Regions from separate parts of the Mus musculus genome. Here region 2 is linked to region 1. Evidence: chromatin contacts called from public HiChIP or PLAC-seq data. All regions are on one chromosome and are shown on one strand. Each heading gives the region's core, a stretch centred on a gene start, on an enhancer-like site or on the middle of the called end of the contact. The rest is flanking DNA. Distances are from core to core; before and after follow the strand shown.

The links. HiChIP or PLAC-seq counts read pairs in DNA pulled down with a chosen protein or histone mark.
Region 2: an H3K27ac HiChIP or PLAC-seq map of embryonic stem cells shows a contact between it and region 1, with 2.9 times the contacts expected there. The contact joins the promoter of Dusp12 here to the enhancer-like site in region 1. A contact is called at or near these places in 5 of 39 promoter capture datasets (the C10 cell line, the HPC-7 cell line, neural stem cells and 2 more), 2 of 15 datasets of contacts at CTCF or cohesin (the NIH/3T3 cell line and large pre-B cells), 89 of 484 Hi-C or Micro-C datasets (3T3-L1-derived adipocytes, the AtT-20 cell line, B cells and 54 more), 23 of 115 datasets of contacts at active chromatin or transcription factors (the 230-238 cell line, the HPC-7 cell line, the NIH/3T3 cell line and 13 more) and 5 of 9 other capture datasets (adipose tissue, embryonic stem cells, liver and 2 more).

What each region holds. Positions count from the first base shown.
Region 1 is chr1:171,085,798-171,092,039 of GRCm38.p6, forward strand. No RefSeq gene overlaps it. Among named protein-coding and RNA genes, the nearest start is that of n-TGgcc14, 7.0 kb to the left of the region's middle. Within about 2 kb of position 4,279, at least 8 of the 459 cell types and tissues checked have an H3K27ac peak or open chromatin away from gene starts, as enhancers often do. A contact at or near this core is called in embryonic stem cells and trophoblast stem cells, where this site is marked.
Region 2 is chr1:170,880,709-170,887,691 of GRCm38.p6, forward strand. It overlaps Dusp12 (dual specificity phosphatase 12), which reads right to left and starts at 4,832. Exons shown (of 6, transcript NM_023173.2): 1 at 4,359-4,832; 2 at 207-320. The coding sequence starts at 4,699.

The sequences.
Region 1 (6,242 bases), core at 3,029-5,528:
CAGTCCTCCGCTCAGCACTCAGGATCCGGCACTGTGCTGGCAGGGTCAGGACGGAGGCAACCGGGCAGGGCACGCATCCGCTGTGCAAAGGTTTTTTTTCCGACTCGCATCCACCACTGTGGCCAGGACACCAGGATCCCGAGAAACAGTGGCTTTACAACTCCCCGATTATCCTCTGCTCGCCCAACCCGCTCTGGGGGCTTGCCTGGGAAATCGTGGCTCGTCTCGCGCACAATGGCGGTCCCTGTGAAGTCGGGGCGCGGGAACCACACCATGAGCTTGTTCCTCTGCAGCGGACATCTGCCCCGCAATAACAACTGCCCACTGGAACCCCTTCCGACCCTGCAACCGTCCCTCTCTCCGTGCCACCACCACCACCACCACCAAGACCACCACCAGCACCGTATTCCATTCTCCGATATCTCCTATACATATTCCCCCCTTCAAAAAAAAAAAAAAAAAAAACTAAAACCCCAAATATACATAATACACAGAGTTGTGTGTGTGTGCGTGTATGTGTCTGTATGTGTGTGTATTGATAGATACATATAGATATATACCTATACATATCATATATGGTTATATGTTCATATATGTGGGTATATTAAAAGATTAATGCGTGTCCCTGTGTGTGTGTGTGTGCCTGCACGTGCTCTTTTGTGACTATATCCTAATTTAAAATATCCCGTTTATTTTAACGTACATTTGACTGCATGGCTGGCTACCTGTGCTCAGGTACCCTGTGCCTGTTTCCTCAGATCTTCCTGTGTGAATCTTTCCGTGCCTGGCTCTATCCCAGGATTCTTCTGCCTCATTGATCTTTTACATTTCAGTTCCTGCCAAAGCCATAGGCCATAGGCTTTTTAATTGACAGGTGATGCATCCATGATACTCCAGATATTCACTCTACAATTCCCCCATTTAGTCCAATAAAAGGCTTCCTTTTGCTGGGCGTGGTGGTGGCACACACCTTTAATCCCAGCACTCGGGAGGCAGAGGCAACTTTCTAAAGTTGCCAAATACTATGGCCTGGACATTGTACATGTATATCATACCTTATAGTTTTCATAATTGTTATAATTATATTCAATTTATATTTGAAAGAAAAGAAGCCTTTTTGTGTTTTTTTGTTTTGTTTTTTGAGACAGGGTTTCTCTGTATAACTCTGGCTGTCCTGTAACTCACTCTGTAGAGCAGGCTGGCCTCGAACTCAGAAATCCGCCTACCTCTACCTCCGGAGTGGTAGGATTAAAGGCATGCGCCACCACTCCTGGTTTAACCTAATTTCTATTGTATTTGCATTACCATCCTAAAAACATCTTCTTAGACCTAAAATATCTTCTTAAATTCTAAACAAATTAAGCTTATAGTGATACTTTGTATCAATATTCAAAATTACCTACCAATACAATAAAATATAACCTTATTTTTGCATCAAAATACAAAGATCTCTATCAATGTAAGATTATGGCTATAAAATCTCTTTTGGTTTAAGCGTAGATTCAATAATCTACCCTATTTGTTTAGTTTCTTATATTTCTGTATCCCCCTATTTCTTACCTAACTAAGAAAGAAGGGAAGAGGGGCTGGAGTGTTGGCTCTTTGGTTAAGAGCACTGACTGCTCTTCTAAAGGTCCTGAGATCAAATCCCAGCAAGCACATGGTGGTTCACAACCATCCATAATGAAATCTGACACCCTCTTCTGGTGTATCTGAGGATAGCTACAGTGTACTTGAATATAATAAATAAATAAATAAATAAATAAATAAATAAATAAATAAATAAATCCTTAAAAAAAGAAAGAAGGGAAAAGAGAAAACGAAAGGAAAAAGAAACCCATGAATATAACCTCCCTATTTTGCCTCCTCCTTGTCCAAGACCATAATTATTTGTAACCATCCTCTAAAATGACAACATATAACTCACAAAATGACCAAAACTATCTACCCCCAACTTAAGGGACTGGGACAACAGTCTTCTGATAATTGCTTCCTGCTTAATTGGGGTGAAGAATTCCTTTTGTGGGGCCCAAGAAAATTAGAAACGTGGTTAGTCTTAAGAAAGCCAGCTGTAGCATGTGTTATTTAGTCTCTATATGTTGAGAAAGCTTGGAGTATAATTAAAGTCGTAACTGGAACAGAACAGTCTGAAAGGTTGGATCAAGCAAGCTAGCTGTTCTGAAGTTATCCCAGAAGTCGGTCTTTAGAGGAAACAGCTATGATGCCGTTGAGGCAGGATCAAGCAGGGAGCTGGAACAGCAGGGCTCAGCATCTGAGCATCTCCAGAGTGAATCCTATCAAGGCTGCCTCCTGGCCCTCCATTCTGTAGTATACAAACCTTACCAGCAACACACAGTTCTATAAAGAGATTGGTTGGAATGCACAGGTGAGCAGATCAATTAAGGATGATTTCCTGATCTTAGTGCAGGTAAAAGACAACTGCCTTTCTTCAGAAGATAGTTTGATCATATAAACAAACTGTACTATGAATCTCCATTCATGCCATATGAAAGGATGGTATGCAGTAAGTTATGAGAATTCCATAGCCTACAGGCTTTATTAGACATGCAAGCTGAAGTCCTGGCTGGGGACATTTCTTGTCTCAGGCAGTTTCAGAGCTGCCCCAAAATGGAGGGTACAGCAAAGACATTGTTTGTTTCTTTGTTTCTTTGTTTGATCTTCTTGATTTTCTCTCTTCAGCCATCTCCTCACATTTTCCCTGGCAAATCTCTCAGTGCCTGGCTCTATGTAGTCTCCCCTCCCCCAGCCTGAAACCTGCTTGCTCAGGGGTGGAGCTTCCCGCTCAATCGTTCTGCCACGCCCACTGCTGGAACCTACCGCTTTGCTGTTTGGAGCTACACACGTGGTCACCCTGCTACTGGATTCCGAGATTATTTGGCGGGAATTGGGCCCCTCCCCCTTCCTTCATAACGGAGTGCCAAAATAGTAAAAATTGAACCTTGAGCAGAGAGAGACCTTTGTCTTGGTTCCTTCCTTATCTCGCGCAGCCCAGCCCCTCTTCTCTTCCAGGTTTCCAAAATACCTTTCCAGGCTAGAACTCAGGTTGTGATCTACTGGCCAGACACAACAGCTCTATCCCAGAATTCTTTTTGCCTCCTGGATCATCCACCTTCTGTTTCCTGCTAAAGCCATGGGCTTTTTAACTGACAAATGTTGCATCTACAATAACACAAGATTTTTTTTTCCTCTATGGACTTCTTTTAGTTGTCACCAAATATAGTCCCTGGTTTTGTAAGTGTGGGCACTTCTGTTTCTGCCCCAGTTCCCAAATAATGGCATGGAATCTATATTTATTTAAGAATGCCTAGGCCTTATGCTAGGCTTGTTGCCCTCTGGCTCATAACCTAATTATCCCATTTACACTAATCTAAGTTTTGTCACGAGGCTGGTTAGTTGTCTATCATCAGTTTCATATGTCCAGCTTCCTCCCAGTCTGGGTGGCCAATCTCCCGTGCCTGACTCCTTTCCAGAGTTGTCCTCTGTCTCTGGAAGTCCCACCTTGTTACTCTGGTTTTTTGTTGTTGTTGTTGGTGGTGGTGGTTTGTTTTTTTGTTTGTTTTGTTTTTGTTTTTCTGCTATAGGCCATAGGCTTTTTATTTTAACCAATCAGAAGATGATGGAGAAGTTTCATTTTACAACCTTATGGGCTCAGGTTACTGTCCTCTGTTCAGACTGCCTTTGTTTGTTGCAAGAAATATTAAAAAGAATGAACCAGCTTGTTCCTGCACTTGTGTTAGCAACTTGGTGCCCCGGTGGCCTGGATGGCCATGCACTGGCGGGCAATGGACGATCTGTTTTCATCTCGTGGAGACTCTCTGGCCTGAAGCTCCCAAAACTTCTCCACTCAGCTTGCTAGGTTCCCACTGGCCGGTCGCTATCACTCCAGCCCCATGCTTTAAAACTTTTGTGGTGCACATCAAGCAAACCCACCATGCTTCGCCGCTGTACCTTTCTCTCTTGAACCCAGACAAGCCACTGTGTGAAGGAAGATGCAACACACACTTAGTTCAGAAACAGCAGTAACTCAATTGCTGTGCGCAACAACTAAAATCCTAACTTTGTAAACCATATTAAATCTAAATCCTCTGGTGGTGAATCCTACAGATCCGCCACTGAAGCCAGGAGACACTAGTAATTACATCTTGTCCTAAGCTATCCCTATCCAAAAAGACTTAACTCTCTCCTGCTTCCTCTCTTCCTCTGTCCAATCTGGAAGTCCTTCCTACTTGCCCAGTGATTGACTCTTTCATTTTAAGAGGATTGGTTCACAAGAAGTCACCTGAGTATGTGACTCACTCCTTGTCTACAACCCCTCCCAGGAGAGTGGAATTAGCATCAAAATACAAACAGCATCTGCTATTCACAACATTTGTTTAAACTCTTAAACTTGTCTTTACTGTTTTCCCCAATCTGTAAGATCCTTAAGGGATCTAATTGTGTAACAAAATCTGTCTACAGAGGGCAGGCAGCTTTTCTGGAGGCCCACAGTTATCTGTTTCAAATGAGTGTCAATATGTCTTAGATAGCTAAGTTAATGTTTAAAGAGAAATTATAAGTAGTGCCAATACAGTACAAAAAGGCCTCATCACTTTGATCAAGCCTTTCATCAAAAACAAAACAAAACAAAAATAGTCTGGGCAATGGTGGCTCATGCTGTTTATCCCAATGCTCTGGAAGCAGAGACATGAACATCTCTGAATTCAAGGCCAACCTGGTCTACAAAGTGAGTTCCAGGCCAGATGGCCAAAGCTACACAGACCAAGTCTGTCCCAAAAATACCCACCCCCAAAATAAAATATCACTGTTAGGATCTGGTGAGATAGCTCAGCAGTTAGAAGCACACACTGCTAATCCAGAGGACCCGAATGATATCCACAGCATCTATGTATAACTCCCACTTCAGAGGGTCCACTGCCTCTGGCCTTTGTTGTCACCTGTACTCACATGCACAGATACAAATACATAATTAAAAATAAAAATATTTAAAATTGCAATGTTGGGTATGATCACTTGTATGGGAAACGTTGCTCCACCTAGTCCCATAAATCCAGGCATTTCCTTGAGCTATCCATCCCTTTGGTCCTGAGCCACTGCTATCTATTATGAGTTGCTATTCACCTCGTAGCCCAACAGTGTTGACAGGACTGGCTTATGTTGCTCAATCTGGCTCAGGTCCAAGGAGGAGCCAGGTTGTATATTTTTGCTTCTCTGTGCCTGTCACACCTCAATTGTTTAAACCCTTTATATCATCAAATTCTCTAGAACAGGTGTGTGTGTGTGTTTCAGACTTTAAAGTCTGTGGTGGTTTGAACATGCTTGGCCCAGGGACAGGTCCTATTAGGAGGTATGACCTTCTTGGAGTAGATATCGCCTTGTTGGAGGAACTGTGTCACTGTGAGGGTGGGCTTTAAGACCTTCCTAGCTGCCTGGATGCTTAGTCTTCTCCTGTTTGCCTTTGGAACAAGATGTAGAACTCTCAGCTCCTCCAGTGCCAGGGCTGCCTAGACACTGCCATGCTTCTTGCCATGGTGATAATGAACTGAACCTCAGAACCTGTAAGCCAGTCCCAATTAAATGTTGTCCTTTATAAGAGTTGCCGTGGTCATGGTGTCTCTTCACAGCAATGGAAACCCTAAATAAGGTAGACGTTGGAACCAAGGACTAGGGTAGTGCTGTGATAGGCCTGACCTTGTTTTTGTTTGGAGGAATGTGGATTTGGGGACTTTGGATTTGTAAAGCAGTGGAATGCTTTAAGTGGGGTTTAATGGGCCATCCTAGTAGGAATATGAAGGATATTGGTGCTGAGGGTGATTTGAGCTGTGTTGACCTGGCCCAGTAGAGGAGAATTTTAATATGGGGCCTAGATACTGTTCTTGTGATATTTTGGTGAAGAAGGTGACTGCTTTTCGACCCTGTCTGAAGAGTCTACCTGAGGCTAAGGTAAAGAGACTTTTTATTTGCTTTGACAAAGGAAGTCTCAAACAGCCTGGTATAAATTCTGTTGTGTGGTTACTAAAGTTCACTCTTATGAAGAGTGTTTTTATGAAAAGTAGCGAGCTGAGAAAGGAAAATACAAAAATGTATGGTACAAAGAATAAAGAGGCACCTGGAAGCAGACTGGAGCTGAATCCTTTATTAAAGGAAATAAACAGATTAAGCAAGGAACAGACCTCAGGGCAAGATCCCACCCAGCTAAACTTACTGTTTGTGCTTTTGCAGTT
Region 2 (6,983 bases), core at 3,582-6,081, 200 kb before region 1:
TATGAAGTTTGGATTCTTTCGATTAAGAAGACATGAAGAAAGGAGAAGTGCTTACAGCCAAAAAGGAAGACCCTAAGTTGGCCTTTGGCCAATGGAAGTGCAGGGACACACACCATACACACATACATGTGCACACACACATATACCATACACACAAACACACGCTCAAAGAGGAAAAAGCATTACTGGGACTCCAGAGGACTCACTTAGCCTCTGGCTTGACCGTCCGGAGGATGTCGTAGGCTTTTTCAAAGGTAAGCTGGTCGGTCTTCATTATAAAAGCCATCACTACAGCAACACTGCGACTGACTCCTGCATGACTGAAAAAGAGACCTTCAAAATAAAACGGCAAATAGCAGCAATTAAAAACCACGCCAGGCTGGGCATGGTGGCACACGCCTTTAATCCCAGCATTTGGGAGGCAGAGGCAGGCAGATCTCTGTGAGTTCGAGGCCAGCCTGGTCTACACAGTGAGTCCAGAGTGACCAGGGCTACACAGAGAAACCCTATCTCAATCAATCAATCAGTAAACAAAAGACAAAGCCCAGCTGCCTGCTAATGGTAAAGTTTAGGTCCACCTCACTTCTGAGTCATGACAATCCCCGAGTGCTGGGATTGCAGGTGAGGTGCAGTGTGCCCAGCTCATTTCTACTTCCATTCAAGTTAGCCCACTGCCTCTTACATACGGTCAACACACGAAAGGAGTCAATTGTTGCCTTTTTCCTTTTTAATTCTGAACAATATGGATGCATTATCTATTCAACAAGAACTGCCTTAAATGTTTTAACTGTTGTCATGGCTCCTTGGCTCTGAACTTCAAGTTGTTCCAGATCTGATTCCGCACTTCTTATCACTACCTCCTGTCCTCGTGTGAATCTTTAGAACTGCTGGCACACAGACAGCGTCCAACAAAGAGGCTCTGTCGGACTCCAACAGGACCGCTCTGGAATCCCCAAACACCTACTAAGATTTCCTAGCCTTGTGGTTTTGCTGCAATATACCTGTCAATGTCCTAGACAAGTCCCATGAATCCTTCATATCCCAATAACCCCGTTTACCAGACACTCTCTCTCAGCCCAGACAGAGCATTTAAAAAAAAAATCTTCTTGGGACTGGGGGTCCATCTGGTAGACAAGCACTTCACTTGCTCATGTGAAGCCCCAGGATTTAATCTCAACACTTCCCAAAAAAAGGAAATAGAATCTGGGCTGACTGCAGTCTTGAGAACTGAGTTAGCAGGCATCGGAGTTAGCAGGCATCAGAGTATACCAGTTACTTCAAATTAGCAGCAGGTGAAGGCAGGCTTTATCTTCTTTGTTGCTTAAAGTCCAAGAAGCAACAAAGATGACAGAAGTTACTTCAGGTCCCTTCCCTGACTTTTCATTAATTATATTCAAAGAGCAGGGAAAAGCCAAGTTTGTCGCCACACCACAGCTGACTGTCACACTCGGCTGTCTTCTATGCTGACCCAACTCAGTATTCCAAAAACAATCATTTGTGATTGTTTCACTGTTGCACAGGCTCGAAGGATCTTGTCGGTCCCTCCCTGTCCACTGAAAACCCACCTACTGTTCCTCCCAAATCTGCTGACTTTCCCCACTACCCCTGCTCCTAATGAAAAGGGATCTATAATTCTGAATCAGGTTGTGTTTTAACTTACTGTGGGTTTGTAGGAAAGAACACCACAAAAAAGCCCTTCAGGTGAGCTTTGTTAGGCAAGAAAGCCCTGAGGCTACCCCCCCCCCCCCCGACATTTTCCAGCACCGAGGAGAGAGGTTAGCAGAAATCCCATCATACCAGAGGCAGAAGATGCCAGCCTTGAAGGGAAAAAGTGGGCCTTCAAATCTGGGAAAGGAGAGTCATTCCACCATACATACACACACACACACACACACACACACACACACACACACACACACACACACACACACACACGTGTATAAAGAGAGACACACACACATATAATATATATGTAATATGTTATGTTATATTATAATTCTATTTAATATATTTATAATTATTTATACTATATAACTATATACTACATAGATATGTTATATTTATATGACTATATATATACGTATGGGTGTGAATGTATGTTTATATGTTTCCAAAGAGAAAGAGACTTCAGTTCCAGGAGACAAGTGGAATTTCTGACTCTTACTGTTTCCTTGGAGGGAGGCAAGCTCCACAATAGGTGACCTATCCAGGCTGGCCTCCAAGCCAAGAGTCATAAGGCAGAAGTACACTATATAAAAGTAGAGTTATAAATCAATGTTATCTGGAGACTGGGGGCAAGGGGGTAGTGCTGACCTAGTCAGGCTCACAGGTGCTGATGGGAGAAAGAGGCCTGTAAGAGAGTAAGGTCACAACTGACATCTGTCAACTTCCTGCCCCAGAGAGCTGCAGGGGGCTGAGGGATGACCTGATTTCTGGGAGAAAGAATCAGAGCCTGTGATCTATCAGGTTGGGCTTAGTAGCTAACCACACTTTTTGACCGTTCTGTGTACATTTAAAAAAAAAAAAATGTAGTGGCTACAGGACAAATCCAAGGTCCAAGGTCCTTTGCTCTTAACGTTGGAGTCTCTCCAGATCTCAGTATTCGTGCTTTTGCTTCTCTCTCTCCCCACTCACCCTAGGGCAAGACAGAGAGGTTAGAAGACCTCTTCTTCAATCCTAAGCACAAACTCCAGAAGTCGTAAGTAGCTTATGTGTAATAACACCAGCACTAGGAGGCAGATGCAGGAGGACCGCAAGCTTAAGAGACTGTCTGGACTACACAGCAAACCTTCCATCTCAAAAACAAAAACAACAAAAATATGGAGAGAAAAATATCACTCTAACTTTCCTCCACCTTACTAAGAACCCGCCACAAAGGCATTCTCTTAAGATTAGGGCTATGCCGCCACAGTAACAGAATGTTTGCCTAACATGCTAGCAAGACAAATCAATTCTCGGATCTATTTAGTCTGATATATCCTAAGACAATAATTCCAGAAAGGGCTTTGCCTATACACCAGAAGAAACAGCTCAATACAGGTCAGGCTGACTTTCCTGGCTCATTCGCTAAGCATTATGTCACACTCCTCTTGTCCAACCTCTTTTTTTTTTCTTTCTTTATTTTTTATTTTATTTCATTTTTGGTTTTTTGGTTTGTTTTTGTTTCCGAGGCAGGGTTTCTCTGTATAGCCCTGGCTGTCCTGGAACTCACTTTGTAGACCAGGCTGGCCTCGAACTCAGAAGTCCGCCTGCCTCTGCCTCTGCCTCCCCAGTGCTGGGATTAAAGGCGTGCGCCACCACCGCCCAGCCTCAATCACTTTTCTATACAACTGTCCAGTCTTAATTATTCCAAGAATGTGAACCGTTTTTGTCTTAGTCAGGGTTTCTATTCCTGCACAAACATCATGACCAAGAAGCAAGTTGGGGAGGAAAGGGTTTATTCAGCTTACACTTCCATGCTGCTGTTCATCACCAAGGAAGTCGGGACTGGAACCCAAGCAGGTCAGGAAGCAGGAGCTGATGCAGAGGCCATGGAGGGATGTTCCTTACTGGCTTGCTTTCCCTGGCTTGCTTTCTTATAGAACCCAAGACTACCAGCCCAGGTGGGTGGGACCTTGATCACTAATTGAGAAAATGCCCCACAGCTGGATCTCATGGAGGCACTTCCCCAACTGAAGCTCCTTTCTCTGTGATAACTCCAGCCTGTATCAAGTTGACTCACAAAACCAGTCAGTACAGTTTTCCTTTGGTCCGTGAATGTTTCTCTAAACTTGCCCGTCACGTATAACTTTGATTAAAAATCCTCCAGCATGGTTTCACACTCAAGGTGTGCAGCCCTCTGGACAGAAGCAGGTGGACATCTGTGCTTTTTGAAGCCAGCCTGCTCTACATAGCGAGTTCCAGGCCTGCCAGATCTATACAGTAAGACCCAGTCTCAAAAAACAAAAAGTCACATGTTTTTCCCTTGTTAATCACAGTGGCCTTTAGGGCGAGGAAGTATCACGTATTTTCACCCCAATACATCTGACCTGTATTACATTCGCCGGCTTGAGTGTCTGACTTCTCTTACAAATCTGATAAACTTTAACCTAACCCCCAAAATATAGACAAGCAGATAGAACGATGGACGAATGGACGGATAGATGGATGCACAGACAGACAGACAGTTGCTGCAAGATGAAATCAAACAAAACACTAACCAAGGGCGGGTTTTGGAACCCTCATTGGAACCACACACCCCAAGGGAAGATGAGGAACGAGGGTCTTGGCTCTGACAGCCTGGAACCTCCACTTTTGGGCGCCTCTGCAGAGAGGCGAGACCCGGTGCAAGGCACCGCCCCCCTGCACGTGGCACTCACCAGTGCACCAACACCGCGCGGCCTTCGGAGCGAGCCTGGCCGATGAAGGCCACGCAGCGATCCAGGTGGCTGAGCAGGTCGGTCTCGGGTTTGTCCAGCGCCGGCACGAAGAGGCTCCGGAGACCTTCGAACCCAGCCCCAGCCGGGAAAGCCGGTTCAGAGTCCACCGTCAGCACGGCGGTGATGCCCGCCTCCCTCAGATGGCCCGGTTCCGCCACTGCCGCTGCCCCACCCAGATACAGCCCGGGCCGCACTTCCACGGCGTGCCCTGCCGAGCTGGCGGGACTGGCAGTCGGAGCCTGGCGCTCGCAGCCATGGTTAGAACCCTGCGCTTCCAACATGGCAGAGCCAGGAAGCCAGGCAGCCGCTGCCCGCCACCAAGTCACCGGCTAGAGTGACTGACTCCTGTGTCGGAATAGCTCCAGCCGCTCAGCAGCGCCGTGGGAGGACCATGGCAATAGGGAAAATGACTGCTTCTGGGGAAGGTGATGTGAGCCGTGCTCGGGCTGTGTGCTTAAATAAGCTCCATTTAGAGCAGCTTTTCCACCCAACCTTCTAAAGTCCAAGGCAGAAAAATAAAGTCTCCATTCATCCGTTGCTGGTAGGACCACAAACTTGTACAGTCACTATGGAAATCAGCTTGGAGGTTCCTCAGGAAAATGGGAATCTATCTCAAGATCCAGCAAAGCCACTCTTCCTACCATTTGAGACATTTGCCCAACCATGTTGCCTATTGATGCCTCATAATAGCCAGAAATTGGAAACAACCTAGATGTACAACAGAAGACTGAATAAAGAAAATGTGGTACATTCACACAATAAGGTATTACTCAGCCATTTTAAAAAAAAAAAATAAAATTTGCAGATAAATGGATGAAACTCGGGAAAAAAAAATCATTCTGAGTGAGGTAACCCAGACCCTGAAAGACAAATCTGGTATGTATAAGCTTATATGTGGATATTAGCTGTGATAACTGATGTGTTAAAATAGAGGCTCGAGTCTGAACACAGTACACTGGGCCCAAACAGTTCCACGTGTAAGAATTTTATTGGGGGATGGGAGGGAGGTGGCGGCAGAAAGAGAAGTGAGGGAGGGAGGGAGAGGGAGAGATGGGGGCAGCTCTGGAGTGGGATGTTCTTCTTGAGGCTTTTGGGGTAGAGAGGGAAGAGCTTAGGCGGAGGGTAGGACTTTGTTGAGATATTTAGGGATGCTGTATAATAAAGCGTTTACTTATCTAAGCCTAAGTTACCGTGCTGTTGTAGCTGATCTGCCTTCTGTGATCCTCTGAGGCCAGAAACTACAGTTTCTGGCAACTAGCACCTCTTCTTCAAGCCACAAGAGAGATAGATAGATATGTCTATCTCAGCAGGAACTGCTGGGCTCTAACTTTCAGCCTGCTAGTCCGGTCTCAGGAAGAGAAGACACTTAGATAAATAATTATAGAGTTTATTACCAAGTTGTAAAAAGTTTCCTATGAAAGCTATCTAAGGGGAAAAGCAGAAAGATCCTGAGTGGGTAAAGGGAAAAATTCTCTAAGTGGGGAAAGGGAAAAGAATCTAGTCTAAGTGGGGAAAGGCAAAAAAGTCTCCTCTATTGATCTTAGCTCTCCATTGATCTTAGTTCTCTATGATTCTTTCGTGTCTCTTTGTCCTTGGTACTTATACGTCTTCCAGAATACATGATCACATGTTACAAGTTCATCACAAGTTCACACAAAAAATCAAATCATAAATTGAAATAGAAGTTTACAGCAGAGAATGTTTACATGCATATCCATTAGGAGTGATTATCTAGCTAAACATCGATCACCTGTCTCAGCTCCACAGGTTCACTGAAGGTTTAAATCCATAAGTTATAAAGTGAAGGTTTGTATAGATAAGCCCAGTTGGTATTTTATCTTCTGTCCTAGCACCTACAATAAATTGTTAGTTGCCTTTTAATGACCTTTGGTTAATTGTTTTACAACCTCTTGGAATGTGCTCTGAGTAGGAGAAGGTCTGGTTACCATCTAAGAGCAATTAACTGGTGATACTTGGGAGAATGACAGATTTCTCATTGCAGCTTTGACTATCAGAAAAGGACCTAACAGCAGTCCTGTTATAAAAGAGCTTAATAATCAGATATAATTTTAGGAATTCCTATAGGATCATCATGAAGACTTAAGTTATCTATTTGTCTATATAGCAACACGACAAGATCTTCATGGATCTGCAGAGATCTGCTCCAAAAGGGTGTGCTACTACTTAGTGATTGTTATATATATTTAATAGTAACAGAAAAAGCATATTAACAGGAAAAGCATATTAATAGCAGGAATCTTTCCTAAAATTAGTCCCTCACAGCCTTGCTTAATGAGGGCTCACCTGTTGCAGATTATATAATAATCCAAAGCAGGCCACTTCAGGATGATCATCTGCTTCCTATTATGGCTCCTGACAGAGTGGGGGGGGGAGAGAGAGGGAGAGAGAGGGAGAGAGAGAGAGAGAGAGAGAGAGAGAGAGAGAGAGAGAGAGAGAGAGAGAGAGAGAGAGAGAGAGGTGTTCCCTTTATTTATATGGAAAACGATGAAACACAGGTAAAAGTGGGAGATGAGCCAAGTAGATTCTGGGAATATGGTGCCTGTT